2 separate regions of the Zea mays genome follow, and region 1 is linked to region 2. Evidence: chromatin contacts called from public Hi-C data. All regions are on one chromosome and are shown on one strand. Each heading gives the region's core, a stretch centred on a gene start, on an enhancer-like site or on the middle of the called end of the contact. The rest is flanking DNA. Distances are from core to core; before and after follow the strand shown.

What was found. A called contact is a pair of places that touch in the nucleus more often than the background predicts.
Region 1: a Hi-C map of ear shows a contact between it and region 2, with 2.1 times the contacts expected there. The contact joins the promoter of LOC103627207 here to the enhancer-like site in region 2. A contact is called at or near these places in 3 of 25 Hi-C or Micro-C datasets (ear, leaf and tassel).

What each region holds. Positions count from the first base shown.
Region 1 is chr5:169,476,900-169,483,214 of Zm-B73-REFERENCE-NAM-5.0, forward strand. It overlaps LOC103627207, which reads right to left and starts at 3,294. Exons shown (of 9, transcript XM_008647505.4): 1 at 2,724-3,294; 2 at 2,286-2,339; 3 at 380-457; 4 at 1-124. The coding sequence starts at 3,230.
Region 2 is chr5:169,229,257-169,236,028 of Zm-B73-REFERENCE-NAM-5.0, forward strand. No RefSeq gene overlaps it. Among protein-coding and RNA genes, the nearest start is that of LOC109939563, 24 kb to the left of the region's middle. Within about 2 kb of position 2,480, at least 18 of the 20 cell types and tissues checked have an H3K27ac peak or open chromatin away from gene starts, as enhancers often do. A contact at or near this core is called in ear, leaf and tassel, where this site is marked.

The DNA.
Region 1 (6,315 bases), core at 2,044-4,543, 250 kb after region 2:
GCACTGGCCTAAATTCAGAATAGGCACGACGAAGGTTCAGTACATTTGAATGAAATATTACTCCTCGTCCAGCATCCGTTTCCATGAGGTTGTAATGCTCAATGATCCCGGTCATAGGGATTGTCTGCACGAAACACAAGCACAAAGGAATTCAAACCATAATGATCTGAACCAGAGAACGATAAAACTAAAAACAGATTGGTATGTCATTTATGCTTTTCAGGATTCCATATTTTAAGTAATGATTATACCACTAATGACTTCACTGATGTTGAGTGGTTGTTATTCAGTGAAATAAGAAACTAAGGCTGATAATGTCCAATCACAATCTGATTGTATCAATTAGAAGAAGTCACATAAATAGTATATGGAGTCAAACCTGGTGATTCACATGGGGTATGATTACTGTAGAATCTGAATTGAAGTTGTGCATTTGCCTTCCTATCCAGTCCAAAAACTATTCCATAGAAAATGGATTAAAATTCACATTTTTTGCAAGATTTAGCACCAATGAATTAACACTAAGTTCCAATATACAAGGAAACGATGGAAAAGATAATGGAACTTGTCAAAAACAATAGTAAAGAAATATCGAAGGACTTATGTATTGTCCTTGTTGGCTTGTTGCCAATGATATAGTATGTAAAACACTGTATTTAAGGCGTCGCTAGGCGACGCCGAGGCGTCGAGGTGATGGGAGAAGCAAGGCGTCGCTGGCGCCTAGCCGAGTTCGTGTATGGCGTCCGCCTTGGGCTGAGCTCTGAGGCATCGCCTAGGCGGAGAAGGCGTCCGCTGGACGCCAAAGGCGGTGCTTCAGACGCCATACCAGGGCAAAAAATGGGCACCAACGTCTCCCGCGCGGAGCAGCTCACGCACGCGCGCTCCATAGAGAGAGACCGGAAACGGAATTTCAGTAATACGTGCCAATAACCAGGGGCGGACCTAGAGCTGAGTGAGGTAACATGTCCTGCTCATTTCTATTCTAAACAGTAGAGCCTAAATTTTTACCATGGAGTCTTTTGCTCATATCAACTCCTGCTCTAGCATTTTAGTGCTCTTTATAAGAATACTTTCAGCCATATTTTGTTCTGAGTCCGTCCGTACCAATAACTGAGCTTCCATAACATTTTCTAATACTTTTATTTTTATAGGGTGTTTGAATACGCTAGAACTAATAGTTAGTGGCTAAAATTAGTTGAGACATTCAAACATCATAGTTAATAGTTCACCTATTAGCTATTTTTGGTAAATTAGTTAATAGTTAGATAGCTATTTGTTAAACTATAGGTGTTTGAATGCACTATAACTAACAGTTAGTTGGCTAAAAATTATTAGTGAAATTAGCAAGCTAACAAATAGCTATCTAACTATTAATCAATTTACCAAAAATAACTAATAGTTGAACTATTAGATAGGGTGTTTGGATGTCTCAACTAATTATAGACACTAACTATTGACTCTAATGCATTCACACACCCCTAACAATTTTTAGCAAACTAATTATTAGTTCTAGTGTATTCAAACACCCCTTAGTCTTGGATGCCATACTACACCATTTTTAACAAAATTTGTTGTCATACTTACAGCCCATGTTTGAATGCATTAGAGCTAATAGTTAGCTACTAAATTTAGTTGAATATATCCAAACATTCTAACTAAGAGTTTAACTATTAGCTATTTTTAGTAAATTAGCTAATAGTTAGCTAAATAATTGTTAGCTAGCTAATTTCACTAGTAATTTTTTAGCCAACTAACTATTAGCTCTAGTGTATTCAAACACCCGTTGGTTTCTATGGACTAATTTTTAGTCTCTACATTTTATTCCATTTTAGTCACTAAATTATCAAATCCGAAAACTAAAATAGGGTTTTAATTTCTGCATTTAACAATTTAGGTAAAAAAATAGAATAAGAAAAGAGGGACTAAAAATTAATCCCTAGAAACCAGGCACCCCTTAGTCATCTCAAGATCTCATATGAGCTGTTATGAATCGAAAACATAGAGAAGACATAGATTTAACGTGGAAAACCCTCCAAAGCAAAGGGGAAAAAACACGGGTGTTGGACAGCAACAATCTCACTATTTACTGGATGGATGGTTAAAGATCGCAGGAAATTTACAATAAGATGACTATTTCCTATGAATTACAATTATATTTATAGAAACGAAACACTAAGGTGAGTATTGACTTCTTTAGAATTTGGATCACAAATTCAACACGAGCAAACAAAAGCACAAAGATTCCGATACGATGTCAAAAAAGCAAACGAATATTCAGGACATACCATGTTTGACATGCCACCTTTGAATGTGATCCAGAGACATTTCCTCTGCTGCGCCTACACAGAATTAACATAAAAGTCAAATATTCAAACAAGGGAGTAGCAATCACCAGCATACAAAAATAAGGAATCGCTCATCAGAACATGATCCCAATATTTATACGAATTCAACAGTAAATTGTAAAACATGCCATCACAGTTAAGATAAAATGCAAGCACCTAAACTGCTGCAAGATCGTTGCTAGTCCTAGAAAAAAAAGAAAAACAAATTTCCCCACGGATTCTGCATCTGCAATAGGATGCCGCACAATTTCTTGCCTCCGGTAGTCCGGTATCCTAAATCGTCCCCAGTACCCGCAAGAACGATAGGATTCCAGCTGCCAAATCACAAGAAAGCAGTTTTGCCTCACGAATGCGCTCCAAAGATCCAAGAAACCTTACCTGCTGCCGCTGTTGCATTTCTATCTCCTCCGCCAGGGCCCATTGCTGCTCCATCGACAAGTTGTCGAACGCCGTCTTCGAATCGATATGCCTCGTCACCTTCGGCACCTCCATCATCGCCTCCACCAACGGGCTCTTCCAAGACACTCCAAACCTCCTGTCACCGTCCGCGAGCGTGTTGGCGGACCTCAACTCTTCGGCTTCCTCGTCGGAGACGATGTCGGATGATACCAGGGAGTTGGTTTCCTCGGAGCGGGTCGGGGAAGGCAGTGGGGATGGAGCCAAGACCCCCTTCCCCTTCAGTGCGGCGGCGGCCGCAGAGGGGCTCCCGCTCTCGGCTCCCAATGGCCCATGGGGCCGTTCTTGGAGACCGTCGGTGGACGGAGAGGGTGGCGGCGGCTCTGCAGCTGCGGCGGCGGCGCCGGCGTTGGACTCATCGCGGTGCCTACTACCCGGTTCTTGGATTCGGATGCCGCCGCCTCGGGCCCTTCCTGAACCGGAGGCCATCCTGGCGGGAAAAGCTTATTAATGGGCAGCAGGGCAGGCGACCGGCAGGGATTGATTCGTAAATTCTGAGAGAACACGAGGGAGTGAGGAGAAAAGCGACGAGGGTGACGTTGTTAGATCCGGGACGATGGGAGGTTATTTATCAAATGTTGGAGGGGGGGGGACTTATGGAATGTTCCCTTTTTCCTTCGCTTTACAAAGAAGTTTTGATGCGATGATTTTGCTGAATAATCATAACCTTTAGGGCTAGTTTAGAAAACTCATTTTCCAAGAAATTTTCATTTTTCTAAGAGAAAATAGTTTATTTTTTCTTAGAACTAGCTCGGAAACTTCAACATTTTCGAGATTGGAGGAGATTGAGGGAAAATTAGTTTATTTCTCTTCAAATCTCCTTCAATCTCGAAGTGAATTTGAGTTTCCAACTAGCCCTTGGAAAAATAGAGTTTCCAAACTAACCCTTATTTTCAAAATTCAAAACAAAAAACTTTATCGTGACCTTGAACATGTAAGTGTAGCTTAGAAGACAATTTGCAAAGCCGCTACATTAGAACACCAACATAGCTGCTACAAGTATTAATTAGTATGAATAAAATCTAAGCTATGCCATTCGTCTCACTTTTTATGTCTAATGTTGAATATGAGTATGTATGCTTAACTTATGGAGAAAGGGCGCAACCTAGCTAATGTAGAATTTAATTTTTGTTTTTAGGGCAGGCAGTGGTTTTGGTTGGTGTTGACGCCTTTTCGGAGCGCCAAATACTCAAGAAGAACCGGCGGCGGTGCTCTCTGGTCAGGCGCGGACGGTCCGCGGTACGGAGCCGGACGGTCCGCGACCTGACGCGAGGCGACGGTGCTCTCTGGTCAGGCGCGGACGGTCCACGGCCTGGGCCGGACGGTCCGCGACCTGGTGCAGGAGCTTGGGTCCTCTGCCTGACGACCGGACGGTCCGCGCCCTGAGGCCGGATGGTCCGCGCGTGCGCAGGGGCGGCGGAAGTCGCCGGCGGCAGCCTGGATCTCGCTCCCGGGAGGGACCCCGTCGGGGAGGAGAGATCCTAGGGGTTGTCTAGGCTCGGGCCGGCCGACCTAGACTCCTCCAATCGGCGTAGAGTCGAAGAGAGGCAAAGAATTTGGGGATTGAGAGGCTAAACCTAAACTAGACTAGAACTACTCCTAGGATAAAATGCGAATAAAAGTTGTATTGATTCGATTGTTAATTACAAATCGGCCGTAGACCTCTCTATTTATAGAGGAGGGGGGCTGGACCCTTTACACAACTGATTCCGAGCTAATCCCGTGAATATAGCTAACAACCGTAGCACAAAACTCGGAACCCTAATCTGTTCTGCGCACGCGCGGACCGTCCGGCCCACAGGCGCGGACCGTCCGGACCGCGAACCGTCCGGCCTCAGGGCCGGACCGTTCGCTTGCTCATTTCTGGTTCAAACATATGCCCCCCTGCTTTTTGGTGGAGCTGGGCGAACCAAAAGCAACTAGCTCGATGTGATCACATCGATTCTCTTAGGCATCTTGCCACATACTAGGATGGTACTGTTTGAGGAAACGCCCATTCAAAGCCTTTGGTAAATCCTTGCCTTGTAATGTTTGTAGCAAATAGGCGTTACCAGACATTACATGTTTTACTTTATAAGGACCCTCCCAGCTTGGCGACCATTTCCCAAACTTCTGGTCTTTATTCCTTAGAGACAAGATGGTCTTCCACACCAGATCCCCTACTTGAAATGACTTTGCTTTGACCTTCTTATTGTAGGCCCTGGCTACCATAATCTTGTCCTTTTCTATTGCTCCCAAAGCTATCACCCTCTTGTCGGTCACCTCATCAATATTATCCATCATTGAATTATAATAATCAGTGATAGTTAGATCATTTTGTCTGGCGAACCTGACAGCATTCAAACTTATTTCCACAGGCAATACTGCTTCCTGCCCATATACAAGCTCAAAAGGAGATACTTTAGTAGCACTATGTTTAGATATTCTATGAGCCCATAAAGCTTCGGACAAAATCTTATGCCAATGTTTAGGATTATCAGATATTTTCTTTTTTATCAAATTAATCAATGTCCTATTGCTAGACTCGGCCTGACCATTGGCCTGAGCATAATATGGAGATGAATTAAGCAGCTTAATTCTGTATAATTCAGCAAATTCACGTACCTCCTTTGACATAAAAGAAGTACCTTGATCTGTAGTTAAGGTCTGGGGAATGCCGAATCTATGAATGATATGCTCAGTTATAAACTCAATTACCTCCTTGTGTGTCATGTTCTTTAGAGCAACGGCTTCAGTCCATTTGGTGAAGTAGTCAGTGGCAACTAACACAAATCGATGCCACTTTGATGATGAAGGATGAATTTCTCCAATAAAGTCTAATCCCCATCCTCTGAACGGCCAAGGCTTGATAATAGGATGTAATTCGGTTGCAGGGACCAACTGTAGGTCGCCGAATTTTTGACATACTTGGCAACCCTTGTAGTACTTGAAACAATCAGCTATCATACTAAGCCAATAAAAACCAGACCTTCGCAACAACCACTTCATCTTTGGAGCTGATTGATGAGTACCACAAATTCCCTCATGTACTTCGGCCATAGCTAATATAGCATCATTTGGGCCCAAGCACTTAAGCAGGATGTCATTGACTGTTCGGCGGTAAAGTTCATCACTCATCAAAATATACTTGAAAGCTGTTCGCCGAATGTTCTTATCTGTCCTGATATTGGGATTTCGTAAATAATTAAGTATAGGTGTCCTCCAATCACTTGCATCGGCTTCATTGTCAGCCGAATTGATGAAAAGAACATTTCTGGTAACCCCGGATGGTCCGGCGTCATCACGCGGACAGTCCGCGACCTGGGAATTTGGCTTTGCACTAGTTATCAGATTTTCAGTTTTGTGAAACTTCCCTCTCTTTATCCGATAACCTGATGCATCTTGTGCCAAATCATTAGCTCTATGATTCTCAACTCTAGAGATATGTCGAATACTGAATTCGTCAAATGAATGGATTATGCTCCAACATTTCTCAAGGTAACTATTTAGAGTACCATCAAAACATTGATATTCT
Region 2 (6,772 bases), core at 1,230-3,729:
TCCCTGAGGGGATGAGACCATATTGATATGCTTTTGATCTAGGGATCAATGATTGATATCCTAATAGTAAGCATTAATAAACTAGAAAAAGGAAGCGTGCTTCGCGGCACCTTACCTCAATTAGTCGACTGCATTAATAAACTTCATTTAGTGCAAGCCACCGATGACTAGAAGTAGAGATATTCTGTTTAAACTAGTATAAATCTTGTGCCATCCGTGCATATCCTCTGGAGGCCGGAACGCGCATAATAACTTTACTTGTCGGAGCGAGGTACGAAACACCAACAATAATTGACTACATGCACCATGCAACTATAGGAAAAGGACCAGAAAAATGATTTCCATCTAATTTGTGACATATTTGATTAAGTGGATAGGTGTTGCATCATTGGTGGAGTATGTCCATTCCTTTTATATGCATATTTTTTTTGTTCTCCACATCATATGAACTAACAGAAAGATCATCAATTTACTGGAAGGTCTTATAAAAGCTATTGGAAGAGCTCGATATGAATCTAAGCTATAGCAGTAAGCACAAAGCTCTTCCACACTGAATTGCTAAGCTGTACATAGGAGATAGAGCATAGCTGCTACACGGCAAGCCCGCAACAATCTAGGTCAGAACCTGTTCATGAAAACTGAAAACAGTCAACAGGTACCAACTGCACGACCTAAACTAAAAGTCCAAATACAGCACATTTAGTATCCAATATGTTATACATGGATACTTTGCTCCTATTGCGGTGATCATGAAACAAAAGATTTGTTATGTTTTGGGTGCCATTTTTATTTTTGTACAAAAGAAGGCACATCTAACTTTAGTTGACTGTTTTACTATCGACTTAGTTGGCTATTGTGCCACCTGTAGCTAGGATTATTGCAAATGAGACTGTGAATATCCAATAAAAAAGAAGGGTCGGGACTGCTAATTTTTATTATCAATGCATCCATAGCCTTAACCATGAGCAAAGTATTTAACAGAAACAAACATGTTCTGCACAATTAACAAGCAGAATAGTCCACAAAATTTGTGGTTACTCAGTAAAATGCAAAGAGGGCTAGGTAATTATTAAAGGTCTTCGTGAAATCTTAAGTACCTCAATCTGTATTCATTCTTATCCCAGTAAGAATACGAGATATCTGGACTCAGGAGGCCCCTGCTGAAACCTTCATTGAAAAGTGCCCTTATCTGCTTTTCTTGAAATACCGACAACCAAGACAGCAATGCAGCTGGTGCCATAACGAGAACTGAGAACTAGCCCGGGAATGCTCGAAGAAAAATTAATAAGTTCCCGAACTAGGTCGGGTAAAATAAACCATAGTTCCGGTGGTAAAAATAAAATAAACCTTTTTTTCTTGCTAATGGGTCCTGTTCCAAAAGTGGTCGAACTCAGGCCTTATATGGCAGGCCCAAACACAGAGCCTAGCCGCATCTCGCACATGGGCCCTAATTTGACACGTCTGAAGCACCATTTGAGTCGTTTCCGTTTGATCGTTGATGAGACTGGAACATCCGAACATGCATGGGGGGTTTGTTTGTCTGCTTCAATTGGTGACTTACCCTGCAACGACCATTGGTGGCGTTAGCGTCAAGCGGTTGACTTGGAGGTATAAACAAAAGGTAAATTCCGTCAGACACGTTCAGTGTACTTGTACGACTTTGGACTTGCAATCTGCAGGCCGCCCTCTGTCAACCACTCTGTTTTGTTTTGTTTTGTTTTGTTTCATATGATGACTAGTTAGGATGCTGACAGTGTGATAGGATTTGAGTTGGGCTCTCCGCCAATCTAAGCAAATGGCGAAAATCGCACGACCGAACTGAGCTAATGACGATGCGCGCGGTCATAAGATCATTATGATGTGATGGCTATAGAACTAGTATTCTAAAAGCTACTCCTTCTCTTCCAAATTGCAAGCGCTACGTATGTAGAAAGGTAACCCTGTTTTTGTACCCTGAACAAGAGCAACAGCGGACATGATATTTGGAAGGGAAAAAAAGGAATGAAACAGCAGGCAGGCAGGCAGTCAAAATATAAAAAAAAAACACACACACGCACAAACGAACGCAGGGAAAAGAAAATGATAAATCCAGTACGGTAGCTGCGGCATCAGCCAAGAATAAGAAAGATACTGACGACGAGGCATCCGCCGCCAGATATTTTACCCAACTAAGCTAAGCCTTCACATCACATCCATTGATCTCCTGTAGTAATACTCTACTAACTTGTTTATATCACAGTCACGGGTGTAAGATTATGACCGGGCAATGATTGGACGAGGAATAGTTAAAAGGAGAAGGCAGGCCGGCAGCTAGCGCAGGCCTATCATTCCGTGCGTGCTCCTAGTCCTAGAACTGCCATGCGTGGTCTGCTAGGCTAGGGCTTTTATCTCGAAAAGGCGAGCAGATCTTGTCTCGTTCTCCCGGTGTGAGCCTATCGTTCGAAAGACAGTACGATCAGCGATTAAACTACTCTCTCTAGGACGGTCCTCTGTTCTCACCTTTAAGTTAGTATATAGTACTCTACTCTACTCTGTTCACATCACGTACTTTAGTTTATCGCAACCAAAGTGAGCCGCTGGGCGCAGGCCGAATCTAGCTATAGAAGGGGTCCATTTGTGGGCGATGAGCAATTGCTTGCCCCGTCGTCCGTCCGTATCAACTACCGTAGGAGTATATATACAACGTTAATTTGATTCTGACATGCTGTGCTCCAAGTCAGATTTGTGATGTCTTATTTATAAATACGTACCTATCAATGCCGAACTCCTAGCTAGGTGGAAGGCAGCCATCGGATTTGTCCCCCTTCCTTCCTTCCTAGGTTTTCCTCTCTTTTTTCTTCAACAGCAAGCCCCCATTTAGTTTAATCTATGCGTGATTTAGCTTTGATATATATATGAGTTACATTGCCCGACCTTAGATTAGATATATAAGCCATGGCACATATGCTGTCAGCAATTTAGATTAGATAACCCTCTGTTGACACCTTTTCGGGCGCCAATCACTATACCGAGAACCAGCAGCGGTGCCCTATGCAGAGGCGCGGACGGTCCGCGACCAGAAGCCGGACGGTCCGCGACCTAGTACAGGGGCTTGGTTCACTGGCTGACGGCCGGACGGTCCACGTGTGCACAGAGGCGGCAAAGGTCGTCGGCGGCGCCTGGATCTCGCTCCCAGGAGGGACCCCATCGGGGAGGAGAGATCCTAGGTGTTGTCTAGGCTCAGCAGGCCAACCTAGACTCCTCTAATCGACGTAGAATCGAAGAGAAGCGGAGAATTTGGGGATTGAAATACTAAACTAGAGTTACTTCTAATGCATAAGGTAAAAACGAGAAATAGACTTGATTTGATCGACTGTTGAGGGTTCAATCGGCCGTAGCCCTTCATCTATATAAAGGGGAGGTCTGGATCCGCTTCAAACTGTTTCCCGAGTTAATCCCGTCGTTTTAGGTAACAAATCTCGTGAGAAACTAGTAACCCAAACTGACTCTACGCACGCGCGGACCGTCCAGTCTCGAAGCCAGACCGTCCGGTCTCGAGGCCGGACCGCCCGCTCAATTTGGTTTTCAACACCCTCATGTGCGCCCCCGCCATGGAAAGAAAACAAAAAACTCAGAAGGACCCGACCGTACAAGTACTCAGCGATGATAGGGCAGAGGGAGAGAAAACATGCATGGCAGTTGAGATGCCACTTATTCTCCCAATGATTCAAGCTTGTTTATCGCTGTTCTGGTCCGGTCCATGCTCATTGATTCCCAAACCCATGCTGTAAGCATGGTTTTAAAATCTTGGTCTGCAGCCCAATGCAATCATCCCGGCCTTCTCGTCTAGTCTAGTCTCAAAGTGGGTGTGCATCATGCAGCAGACGAGAGCCAAAGGGTTTCCGGACGCCAGTTCTGTTTACATGCATGCATGTGCACAGCTCTATGAGAAATGCCTGGCAGTGGCAGGCCGTGGGGGCTCCTACAGAGAGAGTGGAACAGCGATAGATGTAAGAGAAGGGCCGTGTTCACGCACTGATTGGGGCTGGCTGGCTCAGCTCGATCGGGCTTTGATTTGATTTGGTCGTCTCTTGCTGGCTAATCGTACTCTAAACTCAGAAATATCCGTTTGTGTGTCTCTAGATAAACCAACCTGCAGCATACTTGTCCTAAGTCTCGAACGATTCAAGTTTAGTAAAAAAAGAAAGGAATACACTGAAAGCATATTCGATATGATAGAGAGAGATCGAATTCCGTATCGTAAATATCCGTGCTATATATGGTTTTTTACAGAGCTATAGTTTAAATCTAAGCCAGCAGCTTTAAAAAAATTAATCTACGTTTTGCTGGACACGTGCGGTGTAGGGAACGTCACGGCATTCATTCCATTCATGGCTGTGGATAGCACGGACGGTGACGTGCTTCTGCGTTGTTATTAACCAGCTAGCTGGTGGGACGATGTGGCAAATCAACCAATAATACGAATGAATGATGGAATGAACTGTCATGTAGCATCCGTGGCAGCTAGAGTACACGGAATATGCATTATTATTGTAGTACCAATGATTAGGCAAATCATTCAGGCTTTTGAGACTGGGCGCGATGCAAATGAGCTAGGGACCGTACGTTTGGACTAAATATAAATGATTTTTTTTACCGGGGGTGCGTGGCTTCCGATCGAATAGATTAAGATGGCAAAGAAACTGTGTGCCGAATGAGATGAATAAATGTTTTGTTTCGACTTATAAGCCACGCGCGGGGCAACTAACTTGTTGGATGAGCATAATGCAACGGAGTCTGCAGGTAGTAGTAGTGAACACGAACAGCAAGGTTTGAGCGGAAGAGATGGACACGCATTGTCCACGTGTTAAGAGTTTTCTCCGGTACTACTACTTATTAGGTCGATTTTTTGTGATTGGTGTATTCAGCGTCGTTTAGCAGCTGAGATCCCTTCGAAGTTCTTTCTGATCAGCATACTCATATAGTAACTGTAAGTTCAGTGACTAGAAAGAGAGAATGTATCATCTAGCGATTTTAACTGTAAGTTTTGATTGTATGTTAAATATAGGTGTAATTTATTTGATGGATTTAGTGGAGGTTACGAAGGTAAGGTGATTTGGTTAGGTGTGTTGGATTATACCGTGGTATACATGCGATTTTAACTGTAAGTTTTGATTGTATGTTAAATATAGGTGTAATTTATTTGATGGATTTAGTGGAGGTTACGAGGGTAAGGTGATTTGGTTAGGTGTGTTGGATTATACCGTGGTATACATGTTTTTTGACACCGTGCTAGCTCGTTCGTGTACGTTACCGTCTCTTAATTGTGGCTGGGACCACATGCACACGTATATATACAACGTATATCTCACAAGTGGTTGGTGTTACTGTTACGGTCCAGCCGAGATTCATTGAAGTCAACATTTTACTCGTCGTGTTTATTATACACTGAATTAGTCACTACCTACTACTGTATTCATTTCGCAAAACCCCACACTCCAATACAATGTGAAAAACGATCTTAATTAACACAAGTTTCTTATTGACGTTATCAACATCTGTCTACATTAAAACCATGTGTACATCTTATTTTTACAGTAATTCTAGATATTAATACAAAATATGACTTCTAAAATAAAAATGTTGGATGTTTGGACCAAGATTGATTGTTGCCTATGTATAGAGAGAATATACATATAGTAGAGTTCTAGTAGATAGTTATATTCTTAATTTTTTATTCTATACTAGAGTAATGAGGCCGGAGAATGGAGCAAGCAAGTGACATGACCCCCTCCTCCACGGGAAAATTATTTTTTTGCACTATTATATAGGTTGAATGGCCTATAAATTGCAATGTCAGTGACACATGATTAAGTGATTTTTTATAAAGGTAGCAAAAAAATAGACTGCTACCAATAATAGAGCTTGCTTTAGGTTCTGCCTAGTGATTAGAAGTGAGGTTAGATACACATCTTACCTCTTTACGCTTGTGGGCGTCATTGTAACTGTTATACCGAGTGAATCTTGTAAGTCTTACGAGATCACATAAACTATGTTTATGGTGTTGCATCCATCATGTACCAGGGGGAACGAGACTTGTAGCATTTTAGCCAAAAGTTCAATAGTGGAGATGGTGAGGAGCTGGCAACAACCATAGCACTATTTGCGCATGGAGAAGACCTGAGACTATATATATAGTTACCTGACCAGGAGTTTAGTTCTCGCAAGGACATCCCCTTACATAGGGCTCCAACGAGGATTAGATTAAAGCTTGCACGCTTCTTGATGTCTCGATAAAATACCGATGTGTCAAGGCGAGTTTGTATCTCTATCACATGTAAGCTTCTATAAATATATTGTGTTATCTTAGTTGTGTGCTTTATCTTTCTAACCTAGTTTTTAGGCTAATGGATAGGCTTGGGATCTAGGTTGCACAACTCCTTTACATTAGGGATATCAACACTTAGTTAAAATTGTGGTTGTTTATAAGGTAGTTTAATTTTATAGTATAAGTTTTGACTAGAATAAAAATGAATGATATAATTTTAGAAAGAAATTAGATTCACTAATTCACTACTTAAATGTCAAGTGTTCTTTGACGGGCCTAGGAGCAAATCACGGTGAGACAATAGCAGTGCCCGTACACTACTTAAATGATATAAGTTTTGACTAGTTAAATATGTATATAAAATAATTTAAGAAAAATAAAATTGTGTCTAGCAGTCGGTACTATGGATCGAGAAGGTGACTAAGACACGACATGATTCTCAGGACACAGAGACACGAGCCTACT